Regions from separate parts of the Ovis aries genome. Here region 1 is linked to region 2. The links are chromatin contacts, called in public Hi-C maps. All regions are on one chromosome and are shown on one strand. Each heading gives the region's core, a stretch centred on a gene start, on an enhancer-like site or on the middle of the called end of the contact. The rest is flanking DNA. Distances are from core to core; before and after follow the strand shown.

Region 1 (7,064 bases), core at 374-2,873, 380 kb before region 2:
GAGAACTAACTGGTCGGCTTTCTGACTCAGAGTGACTGTCCTTGGCCCAGTGCTATCATTACAGCTGTGCTGAGGTGCTCCATGTGGCTGTTTTCCAGACTTGCCTTGCTCAGATTACCATTTCTCTGTCTTCTCCAGTTGCTTGCTGACCTAGGCTTTTCCACTATACTTCCTTTGTGCTGGTGCCCCATTAAAATGTAGGTGGGAAAAAAGAGCAAGCATTTACTGAGATACAGGGTGAAGAGGAGAGGGTTCCGTGCTTCAGGTGGCTGTGCTTGTGATAGCAGTGGTCTCCACGTTTTTTGTTTTCTCCTTTGGGGAGGAGCACACCCTTGTGATATTTTATTTATTCATTTTTATACATGGTCTGCATAATGTCCATATGTACATTACTAGTGAAACCTAGTCTTACTCCCCCTCATTGTTTAGACAAAAGTTCATTTTAAATAAAAATTACAAGAGTTTGCATCCTGGAGCGCATGCTTCTTACTCTGAAAACCTGGACTGGGACAGTTAGCTGTAATATTTCTTCGCTGAGTATAACAGCTAACCACTGTATACAACTGTAGCATTGATTCTGTAGATAAAGCTAAGGATTCTAACAGCTTTATCTAGACTTAGATTTCTAACAGCTTTAAATAGACAGGTAGCTTTAATTAGAGGAAAGTCCTAGCATCTGTTCCGTAGTCAATGTGTTACTCAAGTGAGTGGCTGTTGCACTTTTCCCTTTGCTAACCATGGGTTTGTTTTCTATATCTGTGAGTCTGTTTTGTAAATTAAGTTCATTTGTATCATTTTTTTAGATTCCACATATAAGTGATATATGATGTTTGTCTTTCTCTGTCTGACTTATTTACTTAATATGATAATCTCCAGATCCATTCATGTTGCTTCAGATGACTTTGTATCATTCTTTTTTTATGGCTGAGTAATATTCCATTGTGTGTATATACTGTATCTTCTGCATCCATTCATCTGTTGATGGACATTTAGGTTGCTTCCATATCTTGACTGTTAATAGTGCTGCTATGAATATTGGCGTGTATATATCTTTTTGAATTAGAACAACTAATGTTCTTTAGACACCCTGTGAGTGTTTGTATTCCCAGACTCTGACCATTCACTGGGTGGATACTGCCTAATGATTCACTTAGTATCTGTTGTCCGCATTTCCTGCTGGTTTTGCGGGATACTTTTTAAGCAGTTTAGTTCCCTGTGGCTGCACCATCAGCAGGTTGTGACTCTTAATACAAAGCCAAATAAAATCCATGAACAACAATCCACTAAAGGTACTTTAATGGTACAAACTTTTATATGAATCTTTAACAGAATCCTCTCTATGTAGTTGCTATTTGGGGTCTGGAGGGGTGGACAGTCAGGAGATGAAAGAATAAGTTGCATTTAGTGTTTCCAGTGTTCCAAAGCTTGGATATAAATGAAAGATGATCATTTAATTTATCTGGCTAGATTCCTGTGCCTAATGGCTGCATATATACCATAAACACTGTGAAGAAGCAACCATGGAAACACTTGTTTTCTTGTTGGGCTAAATTTACTCTGGGTTGAATATTAGCACAGTGCCTGGCAGTACTTTAAAAGCAAAAATAGCTTAAGCGTGACTCACTCTGAGTCATTTACTGCTAGTGTGGCTATACTGCCTAGAGCTTGACATTGAACGAGTTGGCAGCCTGTATTGCTACATTTTTTCTAGGAACTCTGAACACATTTCATTCTTGTGAATTCGCTTGTGCAAGATATTAAATAGAGTAATATGTTTATTTTGTTTCAAAGTCAAATGAATTTGAGAATGGTGAAACTGAAGTATTTTTCTTGGGCTTTCTGGAAAAGCCAGATTCTCAGAATTCTCTTGTGGTTAAGGACTTACTTTATTTTATAAAGAATTAATCAGATGTCATGGAGATTTTGTTTTAGATGCTTGGGCTTTTCTGATCAAAAACATCAGACTGCCATGAAACCCACTGCAAAAAACAAGCCTAAGCTTTACTACCAAGTTCAATTCATTAATTTTCCAGCATTAGCTGACAAGATGGATTGTTCCATTCAGACAGCTTTTTCTTTTACTATTTCTTACCACTTCTTTAAAAAAAAAAAAAAAAAGGTACAATGAGGCATGCAGCATAGCTTGCCTTGGGTTTAGTTGGGTATATGACTGTAAACTTCTTTCTTATTATTAAAGGTTATATAATGGGACGCTTATTGGTTTTGAAAGGCAGACCAAACCCACCCACAGGATTTCTGTTGGCTCTTTAAATGCATTGCGTGTCCTTCCCTGGGTAACCCCTGTGGTTGAGGAAGGAGTGAGTGGCTTGTTGGCTGACTGCAGGAAAGCCTCTGAAGGTTTCAGCTGATCTCATCTGGGCTGGGGTCAGAAACAGCTAGGAATCTAAAAGTACATATATGAGGATGGTTTTCCCTTGATGTTGCAATCTTTAACATGTTTTTGTGTTTAGTTTCTGGAGTTGCCCAACAATATAATTTCAGTTGAAGCTTAGTTTCAGCTCTTTTATTAAAATATGAACTGTGGAGGAAGAGGATTTCTTTTTTTTTTCTATTTAAGGGCACTGTCATTTTGTAGTAGAATTCAGTGATTTGTATAGAAAGCCAGCCTAAAACCAAGATGAGCCTAAGCTAATGCTTGATATTATTTTGAAATTGTTTTACCATAAAATTCTTACATGAAGATAACTCTGGCAGAGAATTTCAACATAGTTGCATAAATGGTGTTTCATATTACAACTTGTTCTCTGCTTGACTTCATTGAAATTAATAAAAGGACTCTTTCAGAAGGATCTGGTGAGTTAGCATCATTATTTAAAAAAAAAAAGGAAAGGACTTACTCATAATGTATCCTGTGTTGCTAAGTTTTCAAAGTTAGCTATCTTGACCACACCCAAAAAGCCCTTTCATAAGACTGAAATCCACTTATTCATTTATGCTGGCTTAGAATTTTCTTCCCAGTAAAATAAAAAGTAGAAGAGCTGAGCTCGATGTGAAGTTTCCCTGAGATATAGGATGGTTTCATGAAGAACTAACATTTGGAAATTGAGTTGCTGCCAAATCTTGAATGTAATATGTGGTTCCTTATTCTGTGGTTAAAGAGATCCTGTAAAGCTGGGCTTTCTGATTTGGGCTTGCTGGGTGTTAAAAATATCCCAAGGTGCTTTCTGTACCCCCAAAGGGGTACCACCACCCTGCTGTAGATCTAGAAGAGCAGATGCCAGTCCAGGCATAGCCTTCGCTTGTGTCTCAGTCATGTGGTCTCTCTGCTGCTACATTTTGGCAGCATATAAATGAGTTAGTAATTTGTATGGCTTGAAAATTAACAAGTTTTAGTTAACCAGCCTTTTTTGGGTTGCAAACTGAGAAGGCCTATTCTAAATGGGCCTCAGCATAGCCTAGTAGCCACTGTTACGCAGTTACGTAGACGTGCTTTGTCCGTAGAAATGTATTAATTAAAACAACATAAAGACTTCACACAGGGTCTGGCACAAAGTAGGCGCTTAATAAAAGCTCATTAAATCTGAATTTATTTATGCAGCAAATATTACAGCCTTATTTGATCCACAAAGCTTTGTTCTTTTCCTTTCTTTCATTCCTGTTCTTAAAACGTTTATGAACTCTTATTATATGCCAGAAACTATGAGATATTTGAGACAAAAAATTAGTAAGTCTTCAAGAAGTATATTCTTAACTTGGAAAGGCAAGTTATTAAGTACATTAGTCATATGCTTTCTTTCTTTTTAAGTTTGGTTACAAGAATTTTGTTACCTTGCAGTTAACTTTAAAAAAACCAAACAAACACAGTGACAGCCATTGCCCTTCTTCAAGCACTTCCTGTGTAGCCAGCTCTGTTCCGGGTGCTGTGAGCTGGGTAGTGGTATCATCTCCATTTTACAGAAGGGGATATGGAGCCTCACAGAAGTTGAGCAACTCGTTCAACTTCATATTCATGATTCAAACCCAGGAAATCTGGCTGCAGAGTCCATGCCCTTAGCCATTACGTAAACTGCCCCTTGGTGACTGCCTTTGTTGAGGAAAAAGAAAGAACTCTTTAAAAGTAGGAGAAGAGGGGGAAGTCAACATACCAGTGATAATATGATCTCTTTTGTGAGACGTGAGGTTTTTTTTTTAATTAATGATAATTTTGGAGTTCTATTGCTGAAATGAAGTGGCCTCTTAAGTGGGCTACATCTTTGAGAGATGATCACATATCTAGCATATCTTAGGCCAGGTGTGCCGATCCCTAAAAGGAACAGAGTGTGAAAACTTCATGTTCTTTACATTACCTCAGAGACAAAAACCAGCTCTTAAACCAGTGCTGGGTTCTGGAAACAACTTGGCTAACAGTGAAGCCTCTTCCGTCAACGGCAGGCAGAGCTGCTTCTCATCTTGTGGCTCTTTTAAGCTCTCTGACATCCTCTTTCTTGCCCTTTCAACTCCATTCATTTCAAACCCTCCGATTGTTTTTTTTTTATAGTCAACACTATTAAACAGTTATTCAGAGCCCCACAGCTCTTGCTTCTTCCTTGGCTTTGTCCAAGTTCCTGAGAGCTTCAGAAGGGGAGGAAGAGTTCACCCTGTTCCCGCATCCAGTCTTCCGCCAGCGTCTCCCTGCAGTGCAGGGTCTAAAGGTACAGTGAGTGAAGAAGCCTCTCCAGGGAGGTCCCGATAGTTTATTTGTTTGTACTGTGCATTTGGGTACATTTGTTTTTATTTAGTAAGATGCTCCCTTTTTTATTTCTTGATTCATTTTTACAGGAAAGTATTCTTTTAACATTGGGAGCAGATTACACTTATTTGCTGAACAGAGTTGTTTGCATGGATGCTCGCGTTTTCACTTCAGGCAGCACTGCTTTTGGCAGTTGTAAACAAATTATTATATTTTTTTGGTGAGGTATAAAGTAACACACTTTAACTCGAGGTTGAATGCATTTCCCAGTACAGTATTAGCGTTTTCTTATTCTTCAAGTGATGATTTCCAAAAGATGATTTTTTAATAGAGTTGTTTTAGTTTTTAATCCAAATATATCCTTCTGTCCAAGTTGCCCCCACTCAGCACCCACCTGTGTAGCACTTTATTGTCACTTTTGATTCAATGCAACCTTTATATTTATTTGTAAAAAAGAATACATAAACTTCCTTCAAGACAACCAGAATCAAGCATTTCTGCCTGAGCTTTTCCTTGGCACATTAAACTGATATATTGAGAGTCAAGATCCTGTACGTGGGAAATAAAGGCAGTCCTACCCCAGGCACATTATAATTTTTGACTATATATTCTTGTGGCCCAGTCTCTGTGTGCTCTTTCTTTTAAACATGTCCAATCCTGACATTTTAAAATAACATTTTGTAAATTTGCCAGGAAGGGAAGGTGACCATACAATTATCAGATGGTAAATTCTAATCATGGGACATTCGTGTGAGTCTTTTGTAATTGAAGACAGTACATCCATTGTAATTGAAGATAGTGCAAATGAGGACATGGGGTGGCCGGGAACAGAGGGTAGAGAGGTGAGCAGCTGCTCTGTGCTGTGTCCCCTCTACCCCGACCAATGCCTGCAGCTGGAATCAGTTCTAGATCTTACCCTCGATGCTTGGGGGACCTTGAGGGTTGGGGAAGCCAGCTTAGGGATTGCAGGCAACTCTCGTGTTTTTCTAGGTTTTCACTTTCTGACTTCTGGAGAAAGGAATGCCACTTGTCAGAGAGGGAGGAGGAATGAATCTTGAGAATAAGAATATGGTTTTGGAAGTGGAGTTGAGGTGGGTACGTAGAAAAGAGGGAGAAGCAGAGGAATAGACACAAATTGGGGAGAAACCTTGGGGAGGAAGACAGTGGCGAGGAAGAGACAACTTTCTCCCCACTTGCTCCTCCCTGTTTGACAATCTGGTTATTTCCGCTTTCTCCCTTTGCTTCCTCTTTTCCCTGCCCCTTCGATGGCACTGCCCTCCGAGACTTGTTCTCTCCTCCTTTTCCCTCATATGTTTGTGTCCTCTCAATCCCCTGTCTCCAACCCGCTCATCCACCTCCATCAGCCTCCTGTTATCAGCCCTGCCCCACTTTGCAGAGGGGTCCACCTGGGAGTGCCATGGTCACAGCCAGGCTGGTGCAGCTGGCATCACTTAGGATCTGTTTTCTTAGAATCAGCCTTGACAACCCAGCAAGCGTAACCAGCCTTTCAGCTTCGCTTCAAGTCAGAATGAAACCCTGTGCTCATCTTTGTCTATCTTCCAATAAGCTTGGACAGTCTCCAGATCTGAGACACAAGATAGGAGAGGACCTGCCATGTCCTAGACATTAGTGTGGGGTTCTCGTTAACGGCATCCTCATTGGTCCTGTGGAGAACAGTGAGGGAGCTTGGGGGTTTTCCCACATCTGTGCTGCTCAGACAGAGCAAGTCACACAGCTGACAAGCAGCTGACCTGGATGCCAATTCAGTCTCTGCCCCTCAGGAACTGGTGCTTTGCTGCCTGCTGAATAACTGGTCAAAGGTTTACTTACTCTGTTTAGAATTCAGGAAAGCTTTTATTAACATCTTCTAAACTGTAGCATTAACTTTTGGTGTTGAACGATGTCTATGCAAATAGATTGCAATTAATATAAGAATCAGAAAGTCTTTTACTGGGCTCATAAAACTTCTTTAGTATTTACAAATCAGGTTAAGCTTTAATTAGAATTTCTTGATATTCAATTCTTTTTAAAATTACTTTTCTAACTATGCAAATGTTTATGTCATAGAAAATTGAAATAATACAAAAGGCAAAAGATAAAAATCACCTCTAGTCCCACCACATAGTAGTAGCTTCTATATTTCCATAGTCTTTTTTCTTGTAAAACATATCCTTGCAAGATTGGGATCAGTGTTGTGTTCTGATTATTTCCCTCACTATAGTGCATGTTCATAAAGTATCTGAAAATATGATTTTAAATTGATATCTAATATTCCATTTATATAGCATAATTTTCCTCTTTGAGTCATTACTCTCTATTAATATTCACTCACGAGTAGTCTGTCAGTGGATGATAATTGATATTATCAGTTTAA
Region 2 (6,812 bases), core at 145-2,644:
TCTTGGGTTGATCCCCTGGAGAACGGAATGGCTACACACTCCAGTGTCTTGCCTCTGTCCGGTGAATTCCAAGGACAGAGGCGGCTGGCAGGCTGCAGTCCAGGGGGTTGCAAAGAGTCAGACGTGACTAACACTTTCACTTCTTTCGTTAAATAGAAAAGAAAATTGTCTCTTTCTCTTCATCTATATTCTTCACCCAGTGTTGAGTGTTTAACAACACACTAGAAGGTGAGGTGAGTTGCTGTACTATAGGGATTTACAATACCATTAGGAAAAACATGATTTTATATTCCTAAGTCCCCAGGGACCACATGTTTGGGCAAGAGTCAGGGTCACCATATCCATCACATCCATCACCTTTATCATCATCAATACATTATAGTTATTTATCCATGCCCACCCGGTGCTAGTCTCTTCCACCACGGCCTTGGAGTCCTTGCCAAGACTTTCGCCTGTTATTTCTGGAAGTCCCAGGGGATGACTTGTGTGTACCTGTGAACTCTGTCCTTCTGGCTCCCATGTGGTGTTTACTTTTCCCCTCTTCAGCTCCAACTGTCTGCTCTGATGTCTACGGCCAGGCTCTGGAGGCTCTTGCCAAGGCTGGTGTGTCTGCGTCAGGGCCACTGTCTCTGTCCAGCGTGTCACTGTGTTCCCTGATGATCCGGGAAAAATGCCTGCCTCTGTTTGCATCTGGTGTGTAAGATAACGCCACCTTGCTCTCAATAGACAAGGAGATTTAAATGGAATATTTCTAATTTTTGTTTTCTTTGGTTTTAACCTCTATGGTTGCAGATTCTGAGTCAAGTTCCAAGATGTAAAGAGGCTACTGAAAAACTTCTGAGCCACTGCACTCAAGCTGATCCTCTTGGTCTCGGAGATTCTAATTCATTTATTTCTGAGAGCTTGGCACTGGCTGGCTACAGACTCTGGAAGCATTCACATCATATTCATGGTCAGGGTAGGCATGACTAGTGAACGAGGCCCTGACCTTGAGTTAACTGGTAGTCAACACTAAAGAACTGATGCTTTCAAACTGTGGTGCTGGAGAAGACTCTTGAGAGTCCCTTGGACAGTAAGGAGATCAAACTAGTCAGGCCTAAAGGAAACCAACCCTGAATACTCATTGGAAGGACTGATACTGAAACTGAAGCTCCAATACTTTGGCCACCTGATGCGAAGTGAAGAGCCAGCCCATCAGAAAAGACCCTGATGCTGGGAAAGATTGAGGGCAGGAGGAGAAGGGGGCAGAGGATGAGATGGTTGGAGGGCATCACTGATTTAATGGACATGAACTTGGGCAGACTCCAGGAGATGGTGAGGGACAGGGAAGCCTGGTGTGCTGCAGTCCTCGGGGTCACAAAAAGTCAGAGATGACTGGGCGCCTGAGCAACAAGAACAGTGTTGCAAGAGTCTGTTGAGACAGAGGCTTTGTAACCAGGGGTTTTATTCATTTTAGACTTGCTCTATATCATGCTTCACACTGTCTGCCTAATGTAAAATCGTTTGTGCTCTTTTAGTATAACCGCAACTTTCTTTGAAGAACCTGTCTTAGTTTGGGTTCTCCCAAAAGCAGACCCCAGGCAGAGATTTTAAGTGCCGCAGTCAGAATGGAGGTGATCTGAGGAAGCTTCATTTGGGGAGTGAGGAACTGATCCAGGGAAAGGAGGAAGCCAGTGAATGTGCGCAAATGAGTCACTTGTTACCGTGGGCACCTGGGCCTGAGGTGTGCTACGGGCCCTTTAAGAGGCAGTACTGGCTGATCTCGAAGTTGCCCCAAGGAGGGGTAAGCTCACTGGGGTATTTATCTACTAGTTCTTGTTCTGTATCAGTTGAGGGTCACTCATGGAGGCATTATCTCCCTGGCCTGCCCCCAGAGAGGGCTGAAGGCACTACTGTGGCATAGAAAGAGCTCAGATCAAGAGATGTAGGGGTGCAAGAAGGCAGTGGAGTTTATGGGGACTGTCACCAATCTGCTGATGATCTGCGGGATGGGCTGATGGGATTAGGATGGGACATTGGTGTGTATGAAGTGCAACCATAATATTGAAAAAGAACAATAGCCTATAAAAGGACTTGACTTTTCAAGTGCATTAAATAACCAGGGTTCATATGGAGAGACCATCTTCCAGGTCAGAAGACACGATAAAATCGACCCAGGTGAAGATGCTGTTGGAGTCAGGGACCACAGCTGCCTGTACCATCTTGCATCAGAATCCCAGCCTCTGACCTATCCTTGTCAGCCGCCTTGAATTGGTAGGACACTGGACTTATTGATGACCAGGTGACAATGACAAGGGAGGTACAAGGCAGGACCCCAGAGAGAATTTTAAGGCCCTGACCAGCCAGACACAGCATTCTTGCTCTAACAGGTATCCTCTGAATGAAGAGAAATGAATCACCTCTTGTTTAAAACATGGCAAGTAGCTGAGATTATTAAGAGCAAAAATAAACTTCCTTGTCCGGAAGGGAAGGAGTTGGTCAGATACTAAGGTTTGAACTTAACTCTTTAATAACCAGACTATGAACAGACAGAGAACGGAGAGTTACTTTTCAAAATCAGATCACTCATATAAGCAAAGCTATTCGTAATTGCTGACATTTATTGAATGGTTACTCCATGCTGGGCTTTCTGCTGTGCTTTTTATGTGCCTGACTTCACTGACGCCTCACAATATCCCAGTTAGAGAGCTATTTTGAATATCTCCAGTTCCTAGATGCGGGAAGTGGCACTTACGTTCAGTAACTTGACTAGGTCCTGGGAAGAGCAAGTGCAGAACTGGGATCTGAAATCAGGTATGACTTTATGAACTTGAGGAGTTCTCTAAGATGATGACTAAGATCAAGTGTGTCCTCTTAAATGGCTTGCATATAGGTTGGCCAAGGAGTAATTGGGTTGTTATTGTTAGGTTGGGGGCCTGGGTATGCTATCAAGACATCTCAGTGTTGCAAAGGACAGATGCAAGTCACTGTGTGTGCATGGAAGTGTCTGTGGGTGCTAGATGGTTGGAAAAGACCCTGTGGACCACTCCAGGCCCTAACATCCCAAACGTGGTTCCAGACTTCCCAAGAAGCAATCCAGCTTCCAAGGAATGGAAGGCTCTGGAGTGATGATGTCCTGGGAATTGGGTGACTGTGATGCTTATTTTGGGTTCCACCCTTTGCTGATTGTTTGACTTCAGGCAAGGGACTTACTCACCAGGGAACCTACTTTTCTCATCTGTAAAATGAGGATAATGAGTCCTGACTCCTGCCTTCCTCACAGGGAGGGCAGGAAGCTTCCTGAGATCACCTCACTAGAGTCTTTTGATCTGCTTGAAAGCATCCTCCTTAATTGCCCGGCTGGGCACTCGAGCAGCTGGGCGAAAGTTTTATGACCTGAGATTCCCACAGCCCATAATCCACATGCTCCCAGAAGCCCTCTGAGGTTTTCAGTGAAAGATTCAGCCGGCGAAGGTTCTGCCAGGCCATCAACAGAGATTTCTCAGGGCCTTAGTCATGTAATAGGCGGTTTCCCAGGGAAGTGCTTGCCAAGGCTTCCACTTATTCATGTAATATTTCTTAAGAGCTCTGATGTACACATGGCGATTTCTCACCCCTCCCCAGACTTGTGAACAGCAGTCTTGCCTGGTGTCATGGAATCCTGCCAGTCCTCCAGGACAGCTCTTGGCCACTTTAGCTAGAGCTTGAATGTGCTCTGTGTCCTCTGGTTTCAGTGGTTTTTAAAAAAATTTTTTTATTGGAGTAAAGTTGTTTTATAATGCTGTGTTAGTTTCTGCTGCACAGCAAAATGAATCAGCTATATGTGCATATATCCCTTCTTCCTTGGATTTTCTTCCCATTTAGGTCACCACAGGGCACTGGTAGTATTAGTACTCTATTTCATGCATGTGTACGTGTGTGTGCTAAGTCGCTTCAGTCATGTCCGACTCTTTTCGACCCTATGGACTGTAGCCCGCCAGGCTCCTCTGTCCATGGGATTCTCCAGGCAAGAACACTGAAGTGGGTTTCATGCCATCCTCTGGGAGATCTTCCAGACCCAGGGATCGAACCTGTGTCTCCTGCAACTCCTGCATTGCAGGCGGATTCTTTACTGCTGAGAACCAGAGAAGCCCTGTCTATTGTATACATAACATCCGCAGTGTATACATGCCAATCCCAACCTCCCAGTCCATCCCACCCCCTTTCCCCCTTGGTAAGGTTCCAGTTTTCAAAAGGCTTCTTCGAATGAGTCATATGTCCACCTTCTCATTTCTTGTCTGAGCCATCACAAAAGCTTCCTAAAGACTTTCTCTGCCCCCAGCCCTGCTCTCTCTCTGTAGTCATGCTAGACCCTGATGCACAAGATGTATTGCTTCTTTCCCCAAAACCCATCAGTCCTTCCCCAGTGACCACAGGGGAAAAGGGGAACAAATGAACCTGGCTTAAAAACCCTGCTCTAACTCAAAATCTGGCCCCCGTTTCCTCTCTCTCCTCATTTCTCGTGTCTCCCCATTGTCATTTCATTGGCTCAGCTTGCCATTCTACTTTATTTGCTTATCATCTTCTGTGTGCCAGGAGCTGTGTTATAGTCTGGGAAACTAAATAAGAGCCCGGTTCTCATGAGGCTCACAGCCTCACAGGAGATAAAGACACATACACTGGTGAGTGCTGGGTAGTTGAGTAAGCACCATGGGAATGAAAGCTTGACGGGAACCCATTGGAAGGGAGACTGATCTGCCTAGGGTGAGGGTACCACGTCCAGCCCTCTAATTGATTAGGACGCGGCCTGCCAGAGTAAGAGGTGGATGGTGGGGGTGGAAAGTGAGTCCCGTCAAGAGTGAGTTCAGCCTGAAAGAGGGAACAGGACATTGGCGAGACCGACAGTGAAGTGAAACGAAGTGAAAGTTGCTCAGTGGTGTCCCCACTGTTTGCCACCCCATGTCTGTTCCCACTGTTTGCGACCCCATGGACTATACAGTCCATGGAGTTCTCCAGGCTAGAATACTGGAGTGGGTAGCCTTTTCCGTCTCCAGGGGATCTTCCCAACCCAGGGATCGAACCCAGGTCTCCCTCATTGCAGGTGGATTCTTAACCATCTGAGCCACAGGGGAAGTTTCTCCAAGAATACAGGAGTGGGTAGCCTATCCCTTCTCCAGGGGATCTTCCCCACCCAGGAATTGAACTGGGGTCTTCTGCATTGCAGGCGGATTCTTTACCAACTGATTTACCAGGGAGCCCTGACAAGACTGTGGCAATTCACGTTTTGTGGAGGAGCGGAGTTTCCGAAAGCCCTGGTGAGCCTTGCCTGGATCCTACCCTGGAAGGAAAGGAACTGGAAGCAGGAAAGTCACGTGGTGTCTGCCCTGGTGACTCTGGGCAGCCTGGCAGGTGCCCTCGGACCCCCGGCCTTTACTGTGGCCAGTCTTTCTCCCCCCGCCCTTCCTTCCTTCCCCGCCTCCTCTCCCTCTCCTCCCCCTGCGGTGGTTCTTCTCATGTTTCACGGTCCCCTTCAAATGCTGTCTAGATCTGGGGTCAATATTCATTGTTCCTTCCTCTGGGCCCTTAAAGTCCTTTTATTGTGTGTTACCATTTATTGTATTCCATCATATCTTTTATGTCAGTTGCACCTGTTCATCTCCCTCACTGGACTGAAAGTTCCTTAAAGAGCGTATTAACTCTGGAATATTTCTTTCTCATTTCCCACAGCACTTAGTATACAATGAGCCAGGCTTTTCTCAAGCTCCAGTTCCTCTGCTTATTAGCCATGTGATCTTGGACAAGTCACTTTATCTCTACAACCTCGAGTTGTCTCATCTGTAAAATGGGGATAATGATTTTTATTGCAGAGGATAATTGGGAGGATTACCTGGTTAGCACTAGGCAAACATTAGTTGCCCTCCTCCCTCCTCTGCTCTCTGGCTCATAAAGATTGCTGTAACATCCTGGGAGAGCATCCCTGAGGGAGGGGTACCCCACTATTCCCATGGGTCCAGATGTCAGATCCCATCTGTATTGGTTTGCTGAGCACCTGGGCAGAAAGGTGGGCTACCAACATTACTGCGTGGATACTTGGTTATCAGTGGCAGTCAACACCACCCATTCTAATCTGATCTTTTTTTTTTTTTTTTTTGACACCTTCCATGGAACACTCACCCTTAATTTAAACAAAAAGGAAATGGTGGAAAGGAATTGCAAAAAAAAAAAAAAAAAAATTAAATCACGTGAGTTTCCTTGGGTAGATTATGCACACATCCAAGGTGGGCTCCCAGGGAGAGGAGGAACTGCTGTCTGCCCCTGTCTTTCCCTTTTCTACCGGGTCGCTGCTCAGCCTGTGCACAGAGGCTGTACTCAGAGATGACAAGGGTCATCGTCATGGCTGTGGTGTCTGTGACGTTACCACCATCAGCAGCAGCAGGACCCTCCCCCCTCCCCCCCCCCCCCCGCCCTCGTCACTGCCCTTCGGGTGGGGGCTGGGCGGACCTCCGCTTCCTCACTCCCTCTACCATTCTCTGTGGCCTCCATCGGCGTGGGTGCAGACAGAGCCTCATTAAGTCACCATCCTGAGTTTGTGCAAACTCGATTCTTACTGCAATCCTGGGAGGCAGGTTGAACAACTGCCATCATCTTAATTAGAGAGAAATCTTGGTACAGAGGAGTCGAGTGACTTGCCCAGGTCATGGCGTGAGCTGGGAGAGAAGTGGGGATCAGACAGGGCTGGGGCTGGGTCTCAAGTGGTTTGAAGCCTGGAGACAATTGTTTGAAACAGAGAACAGCTCTGCTTCCCCTTAATATAATGGTGTCTGAGGAATTTTTTTTAAAGCATCATGCACACG

Evidence for each region. Hi-C and Micro-C count contacts between places; a contact is called where the count stands out from the background.
Region 1: a contact with region 2 is called in a Hi-C map of liver, with 7 times the contacts expected there. The contact joins two enhancer-like sites. A contact is called at or near these places in 5 of 16 Hi-C or Micro-C datasets (hypothalamus, liver, muscle and 2 more).

Annotation. Positions count from the first base shown.
Region 1 is chr9:27,998,575-28,005,638 of ARS-UI_Ramb_v3.0, reverse strand. All of the region lies in intron 4 of NSMCE2 (NSE2 (MMS21) homolog, SMC5-SMC6 complex SUMO ligase), which reads left to right. Among named protein-coding and RNA genes, the nearest start is that of NSMCE2, 110 kb to the left of the region's middle. Within about 2 kb of position 1,623, at least 30 of the 54 cell types and tissues checked have an H3K27ac peak or open chromatin away from gene starts, as enhancers often do. A contact at or near this core is called in liver, where this site is marked.
Region 2 is chr9:27,620,828-27,627,639 of ARS-UI_Ramb_v3.0, reverse strand. No RefSeq gene overlaps it. Among named protein-coding and RNA genes, the nearest start is that of TRIB1, 190 kb to the left of the region's middle. Within about 2 kb of position 1,394, at least 2 of the 54 cell types and tissues checked have an H3K27ac peak or open chromatin away from gene starts, as enhancers often do. A contact at or near this core is called in liver, where this site is marked.